Regions from separate parts of the Capra hircus genome. Here region 1 is linked to region 2. Evidence: chromatin contacts called from public Hi-C data. All regions are on one chromosome and are shown on one strand. The core of a region is the stretch at or near the end of the contact, and the rest is flanking DNA. Distances in the headings are between cores, read along the strand shown. Region 1 overlaps MOB3A (MOB kinase activator 3A). Region 2 has its middle 18 kb from the start of MKNK2.

Evidence for each region. A called contact is a pair of places that touch in the nucleus more often than the background predicts.
Region 1: a Hi-C map of blood shows a contact between it and region 2, with 2.7 times the contacts expected there. The contact joins two enhancer-like sites. A contact is called at or near these places in 2 of 5 Hi-C or Micro-C datasets (both in blood).

What each region holds. Positions count from the first base shown.
Region 1 is chr7:89,111,984-89,116,806 of ARS1.2, forward strand. All of the region lies in intron 1 of MOB3A (MOB kinase activator 3A), which reads right to left. Among named protein-coding and RNA genes, the nearest start is that of MOB3A, 7.3 kb to the right of the region's middle. Within about 2 kb of position 3,213, at least 1 of the 5 cell types and tissues checked has an H3K27ac peak or open chromatin away from gene starts, as enhancers often do.
Region 2 is chr7:89,064,886-89,069,527 of ARS1.2, forward strand. No RefSeq gene overlaps it. Among named protein-coding and RNA genes, the nearest start is that of MKNK2, 18 kb to the right of the region's middle. Within about 2 kb of position 2,611, at least 3 of the 5 cell types and tissues checked have an H3K27ac peak or open chromatin away from gene starts, as enhancers often do.

The DNA of each region.
Region 1 (4,823 bases), core at 1,963-4,462, 48 kb after region 2:
TACACATAATGTTGTAATATATACGTAATGTTGTAATATACACGTAATGTTGTAATATACACATAATGTTGTAATAAACACCTTTGGAGTCAGTCTCTTGGTCCTGGGACCTTGACCCTCCAGACCAAGCATGCTGTGCAGCAAACTGCGACAACCCAAGGGGCTTCAAACAGCCTACATTTACAATCAGAAACTTCTGGACATTCCATGTCTGAAAGGACATCGCGTGTCCTTGCACAGGGATCCCGTCACCCCCAGGGGACAATGTCATGCCACTAGGCTGACCTCAGTGATGGAGAAGCTGTGCCAGGGGATGGGCCTGAGGCTGGCAGGTCTGGTCACCTCAGCCCAGTTCACTCATGTCTGCACCCATGTCCACAGTCCAGATGGGGCGACCAGGAAGGGAAGGACCTCAGCAGGCGGTTAGTAAGCGCTGAGTCACGACCCACCACATCCTGGAGCCCAGCATCTCCTGCAGGCTCGGCTCTTCTACACGTCGGCAGGTCGGAAATCAGACTGATCCCCATTGGCCTGGGCCTCCTGGCACTTCTGGGTTAATTCCAGAGGCTGGACGGATAATGTGAAGGGCACACACCAGTGTTCTAGCCAGGGTGTCCTGCCTGTAGAGCCAGGAATAATTCTGACTCTTGAGTTATGAGAAACTAACAAGAAAGAGGTTGTTCTGGTCTCAAGTGAGAGGGATGGCAGTAAGCTGGGCCCACAGAGTACTTCTTCTGGAGCATGGAGTGTGGAGGGCGGGGTCCAAAGGAGGGGTCCAGCACCTCTCCCCTTTGGGCAGGCGCAACCCTGACCCTACCTCTTTCCCTCTTCTGTGTCCTCCGCATGTCCACAGGGCCTGCTAACAGAGTCAGAGGCAGAGAAACGGGAGATGCTGCTCTGCTGACTGGGAGGATGGAGGGAGGGGCTGCAAGCCAGGGATGCGGCGCCTCTAGAAGCTGGAAAAGGCAGGAGCCGAAGCTCCCCCGGAGCCTCCGGAGGGACCGGCCCTGCCCACACCTGGATTTTAGCCCTGAGAGGCCTGAGTTGGACTCAACCTCTCGAACTGTAAGAGGATAATCTGTGTGGTTTGGGCTACAAAGTCTGTGGTGATTTGTTACAGCAGCCATTGGAAACTCAGACAGAGGCTACACAGAACATCTGAAGGAATGCCAGGGAGGGTAACTCACAGCTGACACAACTGGGTCACTCGGGCCCTGGCTACACGCAGGCTGGGGACCATCTGTCCTCCCCACTGGTAGGTGAAGCCTGCTCATTCTTCTGGGCCCCACTTGACACTGCGGGTACTGGAAGGTTGATTCAAAGCAGCATGAACTATGCAAAACACAGAGACTGAGCATCCAGGAATGGAGCCAGATGTAGGGAGCCCAGTGAGGAGGGGAGGGACCTGCCGCCCCCAACGAGGACAGCGTAATCAAACCGGACAGTCAACAGGAACCCTCCTGCGTTGCTGGGGTAATGTAAAATGGGGTGGCTGCTGAGGAAAAGAGCCCAGCAGTTTAAAAACTGCAGTTACCATCTCACCAGCAGCTCTCTCCTAAGCGTCCATCCAAGTGATAACACTTGTGGGCGACACATGTCCACACAAAAACCTGTACGTAAGTGTGTCCAGCAGCATGATTCCTAACAGCCAAAAGGTGGAGACACCCAAATGCCCAGTAGTGGGTGAGCTGATCCACACATGGAAGCATCACTCAGCCATGGAAAGGAGAGAAGCCCTGACACTCGTTACCACATGGACAGACCCTGAGGACACGGTGCTCAGTGAGAGAAGCAGACACAGAAGGACACACAGGGTGACTCCACTGATGGGAAACGTGCAGAGCAGGCAGATCTGCAGACACAGGGAGTGGGTTCCTGGTGGTCAGGGGCTGGGCCAAGGGATGGGGTGACTGCTGACGGGAACAAGGTTTCTTCGGAGGTGACAGAATGTTCTGGAACTGGAGAGAGGTGGTGTTGCAGACAATGTGAATGGACTGAAAACAGCGGACTGCACACATGAAAGGCGGAGAGTCTGGAACATCAATGAGAGCCAGGAAAGCTGTTATTTTTAAAGTAGGGTGAGGAGACAGAGCAAGTGTGGGCTGAAGTGCTGCTCTGGGAACCACAAAGAACAGGCCATTTCCCTCTGGGTTCAAGCTGGGGCCAGAACTGCCTGTACAATCTGCTTACCGTGCGAGGTGACAGCACAAACTCAGAAGACCACACGGGTGAAAGGCGCAGGCGCTGACGTGTGAGAGAGGGAACGCGCGCCGTCAGGCCGCCTGGCGACGGGGCAGGAAGCCACCTGTGCTCTGCACGAGGAGGCCTGTCCAGAGACCAGAAGAGCTGCCCCTGAGGCCCCAGCCACCAGCATCACTTCCTGCCACCTTGGTTAACGCCCAGTGAGGCAGTCACGGTAACCCACAGAGCAAAGCAGAACCCTACTTTAAAGTTGGAAAGACTGAAGCCCAGACTTGCCACTACTGACACTGGGGCCACCCTGGGCACTATGGGGGTGAGCAGCAGCCCTGCCCCCTCATGTGAGGAGCATCCCCCGTTGTGACGACCACAGATGTCCCCAGATGTGATCCAGTATCCCCTGAGGGCAGGAGCATCCCAGGTGAGAAACACTGGGCTAGAAGATGGTGACTCAGTACTAACCATTAACTACTAGTGGTCACCATTAACTACTACCCAGTTAATGAGTAAATCACTGTTAGGCTGCACAGCTGGTAGCAGAAGGAGTCAGTGTTTGCACCCTGGACCGTGGGGATGAAACTGTGGTCCCTTCTGCCTGGCCACCCACCTCCACTGCCCCACCCTCCACTCTTCATCCCAAATCCAGGGCCAAATCCCTCCTAGCTGGGGCTGCTCCCGCACCAGGCACCTCTGCCGCACCTGCAGTCTGGTGTAGGTGCCTCCGGTTCTGACCCTCCCCGGTTCTGGAGGTATGGTAGAGACCTGTGCCTAGGGCCTGGAGGGCAGGAAGAGGTGCCTCCAAAAAGGGAGGGTAGCCACAAAGAGCCCAGCTGCCGTTTTTCTCCCAACATGGATGATCTGAGACCCCCAGGAGGCCCCGGTTAAGAGGCCACCTGCCCTGACCCTCTGTTGCAGAGACTAGTCGCATCCCCTGTGCTGGGCAGCAGGGACTCCTCTGTATGAGGGCACTTGTGCTGGATGTGGCGGGTGGGGGCCCTGCGCCTCCACCTGCCCCCCGACCATGACCGCTAACTGCCGAGGGGCTGTGCACCCGCCAGGTGGTTCATCTGTAAACCAAGCAGCTCTCAGGGCCACTCCAAGAGCAGGTCAAGGGACAGTCCCCGTGTGTGGACTGACCAGCAATCCAAGCTGCCCTCCCCTGCACCTACCGCCTGCCAGCAATTTCTCACCCACGATTCACTTTAGCCTCCAAACACCCTCTGCCCGGGCTGAATGCAGCCTCACTTAGGCCATGAGAAGACAAAGCAGGGTGCTATCCCTCATCCAGCCAGAGTGGGGTTGGCCTGGGCTGGCCCCTGAGCCCCCACAGCGGCCTCTGTGCACGCAGGTGTCCAGGCTCCTTATCTGCCCTATAGCCGGCCTTCTCACCCTCACAGAGAACCACAACACCAAGAAAAATGCAACCTGCCCGCACCCCACTGCTACCTTCTATTGACTCTGGGGTCTCTGGGGCCACGTGACCTGTCAGACAGGCACAGGCTGTGGGGTGGTGAGAAGCAGGCAGGGACCCCACTGACCCGGGCGACCCCACAGCTCTATCTACAGCCCGTCAAGCCACGGACCAGACCCGCACCAGGATGGTTCTAGAAGATGGGGCAGGGTGATGAAGCAGGCTTATAAGGCTCCTGCCTACCTTTCTGTCTCCTGAGAAAGTGGGAGGGTTTTTTTTTTAAGTGGAAGCAATGATTTTTGAAAAACTTCCTGGATGGACAGAGCTCCCATCAAAACCAAACAGCACTTTCTATAAAAAACACACTCCCTTGGGTTCCTATGACCAAGGAGTGGGCAGCCACTGGAAAGTGCCTTTTCCTTGAGAAGCACCCCGGAGTCACTGCAGCAGCCTCCTGCCGCCAAAATCCCAGGTACCGTTTCTGGAGATCCCGGGTTTCTGCCCTCTCTTAGAAGACCTCCAAGGGCAGCAAAGAGAAAACCAGGAGAGGCTTCTCGGAATCCAGCACAAGGGGCTCCCCTGGGTCTTCCTGCACACTAGATGAATGTGGCACTTACAAACTCCAAGAGTGACAAAGGTTAAAATGACAAAATTCCCCTGCCCCAGCACACACCCACCCACCCCTGTTCTTTTTCTAAAAACAAAACACAGTTCCTGTTGGCAACCGCCACACCTCAGCCCCGTCGCCACTTCCTTCCGGTGCCTCCACATCCTGCCTGGCTGATGACATTTGCCACTGTTGTGTGTAAACCCTGCCCCTGGCCCAGCAGCCTTTGTGGCTGGCTAGGAGATGCTCACAGCCCAGGATCTGTCCTGTTAAAGATGGTTGCGCCTCAGGGCTGTCTCCCATAGTCTAAATGTTTGTGTTTAAATACTGAGACTGCTCCCTGGGTGGGGAGGCTGCCTGCATCCTGAAGGATACAACAAAGGCCAGGTGCTTTAGATGGGCTCGCTATAGTCCAGCCCTCCTAGTAATCCTTTTTTTCCCCCACAAAAGCCAACTGATATATAATTCACATGACTATAAACCTACACAGTTCAATGGATTTTAGTAAAATCATGAACTGTGCAACCATCACCACTACCTAATTCCAGAACATTCTTATCACCCCACAAAGAAACCCCATGCCCATCAGCAGTTATCTCCTATCGC
Region 2 (4,642 bases), core at 1,361-3,860:
ACAGAGTCACGCGGGGGTCAGCAGACCTGACCTTTGTCAAAATCAGGTGCTTCATATAAATGTATACAAAGGTCTTATGGGTTTTACATCATCTTCTGGCCATGAGGCCTGCTTACATTTTATGGCCCTTTCTGATAACGGTCAGTCAACCAGAAAACTTATTTTTTCCAGGGGTGATTTTTTCTTAAACCAAGCGCCACCCTCCAAATAAAGTTGCATTCCTATAGGGTGAGGGTGTAGTGGGTTACAATCAAGAAAGGAATTTACTTAGCCTAAGGTTTAACATGATTAATCTTAAAGGTTAATACTTATTTCTCCTATATGCTAGTTATATTCATTATAAGGGCAGGGAATATGGAGATTTAGCAGCAAATATTGTCTCAACAAATGAAAAACCTTTTAGCAATATAATTTCTAATCAATCTACTATACTATACTAATAATTTTCTAACTTCTCAAAAGAGTCTATATTTAGAAAGTTTTAAAGCATCTCGTGCCTCTCACGGTTGAGAGGCTGTAAACAATCACATGTGGCCAGAGGAACTCGCTCAGGCAGGCTAGATAACCTTCAGACGAGTTCGTAAGTTGAAACACTCTTGTTACGCCCAGGAATTTTTATTAACTGGAGCTGCAAGTTAACTCCTTCTCCGAGAGAAATGGTGATGGAGGACAGCCCCCCGTAAAGTCAGAGGTGTAGGTGAGAGCATAAAACAGACTCTGGTTTTGGGGGTAGATGCTCGGGAACAGGGGGTCTCCTGAGGCTCGATCTCGCCTTTGCGTAATGCCGAGGCTCCTTCCTCATGACCTTTGCCAAGGGCGGAGTTCCTCACACTGGCTCATGGCACAAATGAACCTATCTGTGAAACAGAAACACACTCCCAGACATAGAGAACAGACTTACGGTTGCCAAGGGGGAAGAGGGTAGGAGAGGGAAGGATTGGGAGCTTGAGGCTAGCAGATGCAAACTATTACATATAGGATGGGTAAACAAGGTCCTACTGCATAGCACAGGAAACTCTATTTAATATCCTGTGATAAAACACAACGGAAAAGAAAACAAACAAACAAACAAAAAAAAAAGAACGGGCATTTTCCTGGTGATCCAATGGTTAAGAATCCACCTTCCAATTCAGGGGACTCAGGTTCCATCGCTGGTCAGGGAACTAAGATCCCACGTGCCTCAAAGCAACTAGCTCCACATATCAAAACTAGACTCGAGGCAGCCAAATTAATTAATTAAAAGTGGTGACTTAAAAAAAAACGTATATATGTGTATAACTGAATTACTTTGCTGGACAGCAGAAATTACCACCATGTTGTAAATCAACTTACAATTCAATAACAAACATTTTTTTAATTCAGTAAATAAATAAATGGAAGGGAACGAACAAGACAGGCAACCAAGACTGGCAGTTCCACCCAAATGGCCCTCAATGCAGGGTTTGAAGATAAACCTTCTACCTCCTGGGGCTTCCCTAGAGGTTAGGACTCCATGCTTCCAGTGCAGGGGCCCAGGTTTGATCTCTGGTCAGGGAATTAAGATCCCACATGCCTCAAGGTGCAACCAAACATAGAAGAAAGGAAGAATGAGCAAGGGAGCGAACGAGCGACTGAGAAAGCTCTTACACCTCTGGAGAGGTAGGAGGTCTGGGGCTCAGTCACCTGAGCTCCCTCAACCTCTGCTGCTCCCTTGCCTCCAAGTCCTCGTCTCCCAGAAGGTTCTGGGCACCTAAATTCCTCACAAGGTGAAGTTGCCCCTTCCTGGCTCCTCCCTGAGCCAGGGGAGGCCCCTGATACCAAACACGCTCAGCCAAGAAGGCAAAACAAACAAGACCAGACAAGCACTCCAAAGGGTAGGCCTGCAGGTGACGTGACCTGACACACTGGGCACGGGGATGCCCCGGGTCCCATGGCAGTGGGAGGACGGTTACTCTGTTGGCAGGGCCCGCGCCACCCCTGGCTATCAGGAAAACCATGGACATTGCAAATTGAAACATTTATTCCCTTGGGATTCCTTTTCAGCCCATGGTGCAAATATATTTTACATATGTTTATTCTGGGATGTAAAGTGGTTCTGATGTGGAACTGACAAACACGTAACTTCCTTAACGACAGGAAGACAGGCAGAGAGGAGAGTGTGAGGGAGGCCGCGCTCCAGCTAAGGACACATCCGCTCCACGCCTGCGGGCGGGTGACTCCCACGGCTGCACTTCCTCCGTGTCCCCATCTGAGACACCTCCTCCCTGCTGAGATACCCAGAGCGCCCCCAGTCTCAAATGCAGGGCTTAGGGTGCTCCCGCTCCCACTGGGTCCCTGAGCCCTGCTTCCATGTCTTGCTCTGTGGTGTGCATCCTGGTGGGGTGTGCATGTGTGTTAGTCGCTCAGTCGTGTCCGACTCTCTGCAACCCATGAACTGTAGCCCACAGGCTCCTCTGCCCATGGGATTCTCCAGGCAAGGATACTGGAGTGGGTTGCATTCCCTTGTCCGGAGGATCTTCCTGACCCAAAGGTGGAACCTGGGTTTTCTGCACTGCAGGCAGATTCTTTACCATCTGAGCGACCACCAGCGGCACACCTCTGCAGATGGGGTGTATTCCCTTATGTGGCCATCAGGGGGAGTGAGACCCAAGGATCTGCACCAGCAAGGGGTAAAGGTGTGAAGGATGGGGGACCCTACTCTCCTGGTACTCCAGTGCCCTGACCCATTTTCCAGATGGGCATATTGAGCACAAACCCAGTCTCACATGCCAGGGCCAGAACCATATGGAGCTGATTAGAAGGCCAGGAGAGACCACCCATCCAGATCCCTCACTCACTCAGCCTGTCCCACTACATTTATTGAGCACCAACCATATGGCTGAGGCTCAGGACAAACAGACTGAGGATCAACCAAGGACTGGGGGTGAAACACAGATACTGGGCCTTGTGACCTGCATTCTCCAAAGGGGTAGGGAGGACAGTAGCCCCCCTAGACCAAAGAAATGTATTAATAAATAAATGAAAGGGAACTCAACCGCACTGGCCACGTTGCACCCGCTCAGTAGCCACGTGTGGTTGATAGCTGCAAAGACAGAGAACAGGCTCACTGCTCCAGGAGGTCCTACCAGAAGGCACCTGCTTCCATGGCCCCCCGATACCTTCTCCTGGGTTGGCCCAAAAGTCTGTTCAGGTTTTTCCATGACATCTTAGAGAAAAACCCAAACAAACTTTTTGGGCAACCCAATATTTTCAAGTGAGCACAAGAAATAAGTGGAGTTTTGTTTTACTTTGAGACCAAAGGGAGGAGGAACTGCAAACACACAAGTGAATAACAGAAAGTGGTTACTTGCTAATAAGATTGTAGCATGTCAGGATCCTGCTCGTGACATTGTAATAGACTTTTGCACAATGTTACCACTAGGGGAAATGTTAGTTCTTACAACTGCTGGGAATTCACTGGTCTTCCAGCAAACATTCTTAGCACAAACATTACCTCCATGACCAAATTTGTGTGTGTGCGTGCTCAGTTGCTCAGTTGTGTCCGACTTTTTTTGCAACCCCATGGACTGTAGCCCGCCAGGCTCCTCTGTCCACGGGATTTCCCAGGCAAGAATACTGGATTGGGTAGCCATTTCCCACCCCAGGGGATCTTTCTGACCCAAGGGTCAAACCCAAGTTTCCTGCATTGCAGGCAGTTTGCACCCCCTTAAATTTTAGGCCCAGGCGAGGGTCCTGGCCCAGGTTTGGAGTGGTGATGAGCAGCTTTCTCACCATGGTGTGCTTGGCATCAGTCCCCCAGTGAAGCAAGAAGCGGTCCAGGAAGTAAGGACCATGATGGGACCAGAGACTGGACAAGGGTGACCCACTGGGCTGATAACCTCAGCTGGGGGGCACCAGGGCTCCAACTCACAACCTTCATGTGGTTCTTGTACCTGTGGAGTGGATGCCCCTTTGGACACAGGGCTTCCCTTGTGGCCCAGTGGTGAAGGCTCTGCGCTCCCACTGTGAGAGCACGGGTTTGATCCCTGGTTGCAGAATTAAAGTCCCACATGCTATGCGGCGTGGTCAAAACAAAACAAAAATGCTGGCAACAGGATCGCATCCCTCTTTGTCCCCCAGTCTGTGCTGGGGACTTGCCACCAGACACTCTCCCCAAGGCCCTTCCACATCACCATCCCAGGGCCCAGATCCTGGAGGCCTCCTTGGTCCCTGAGCCAAGGATGTGGCACTGGGCAGACCCCCTCTGGTTGGCTTCCTCTCACAAGGTCATCAAAGGGAAACCAAGGCAGGAAAGAGCTGGAACTGGTAGATGTCATGGAAACCCCACAGCACCTTCCCAAAGTTGCCCACAAACCCCAAACCCTGTATGAAGGGGAGCATAAATCCCAGCAGATGGAAGAGACGAACATAGCCCAGTGTTAGGACCAGAGAGGGTTCACGGCACATGATGAACCCAGAGCCACCAGGCTCCAGACACTTGTCCAAATCCCAGAGGTGAGCAGTCGGGCTGGGAGCGCCCGGCTCATTCATGAGCCCTGCCCCAAGAACCCAGCCCTCCCTTCCTCCTTCCTGTGCCAGCTCACCCCATCCAGGCTTCAACCAACGAGGTAAGTCCTTCCTCTGACTGAATTTCATCACGCTTCACTTTAAACCAGTTTGTCTT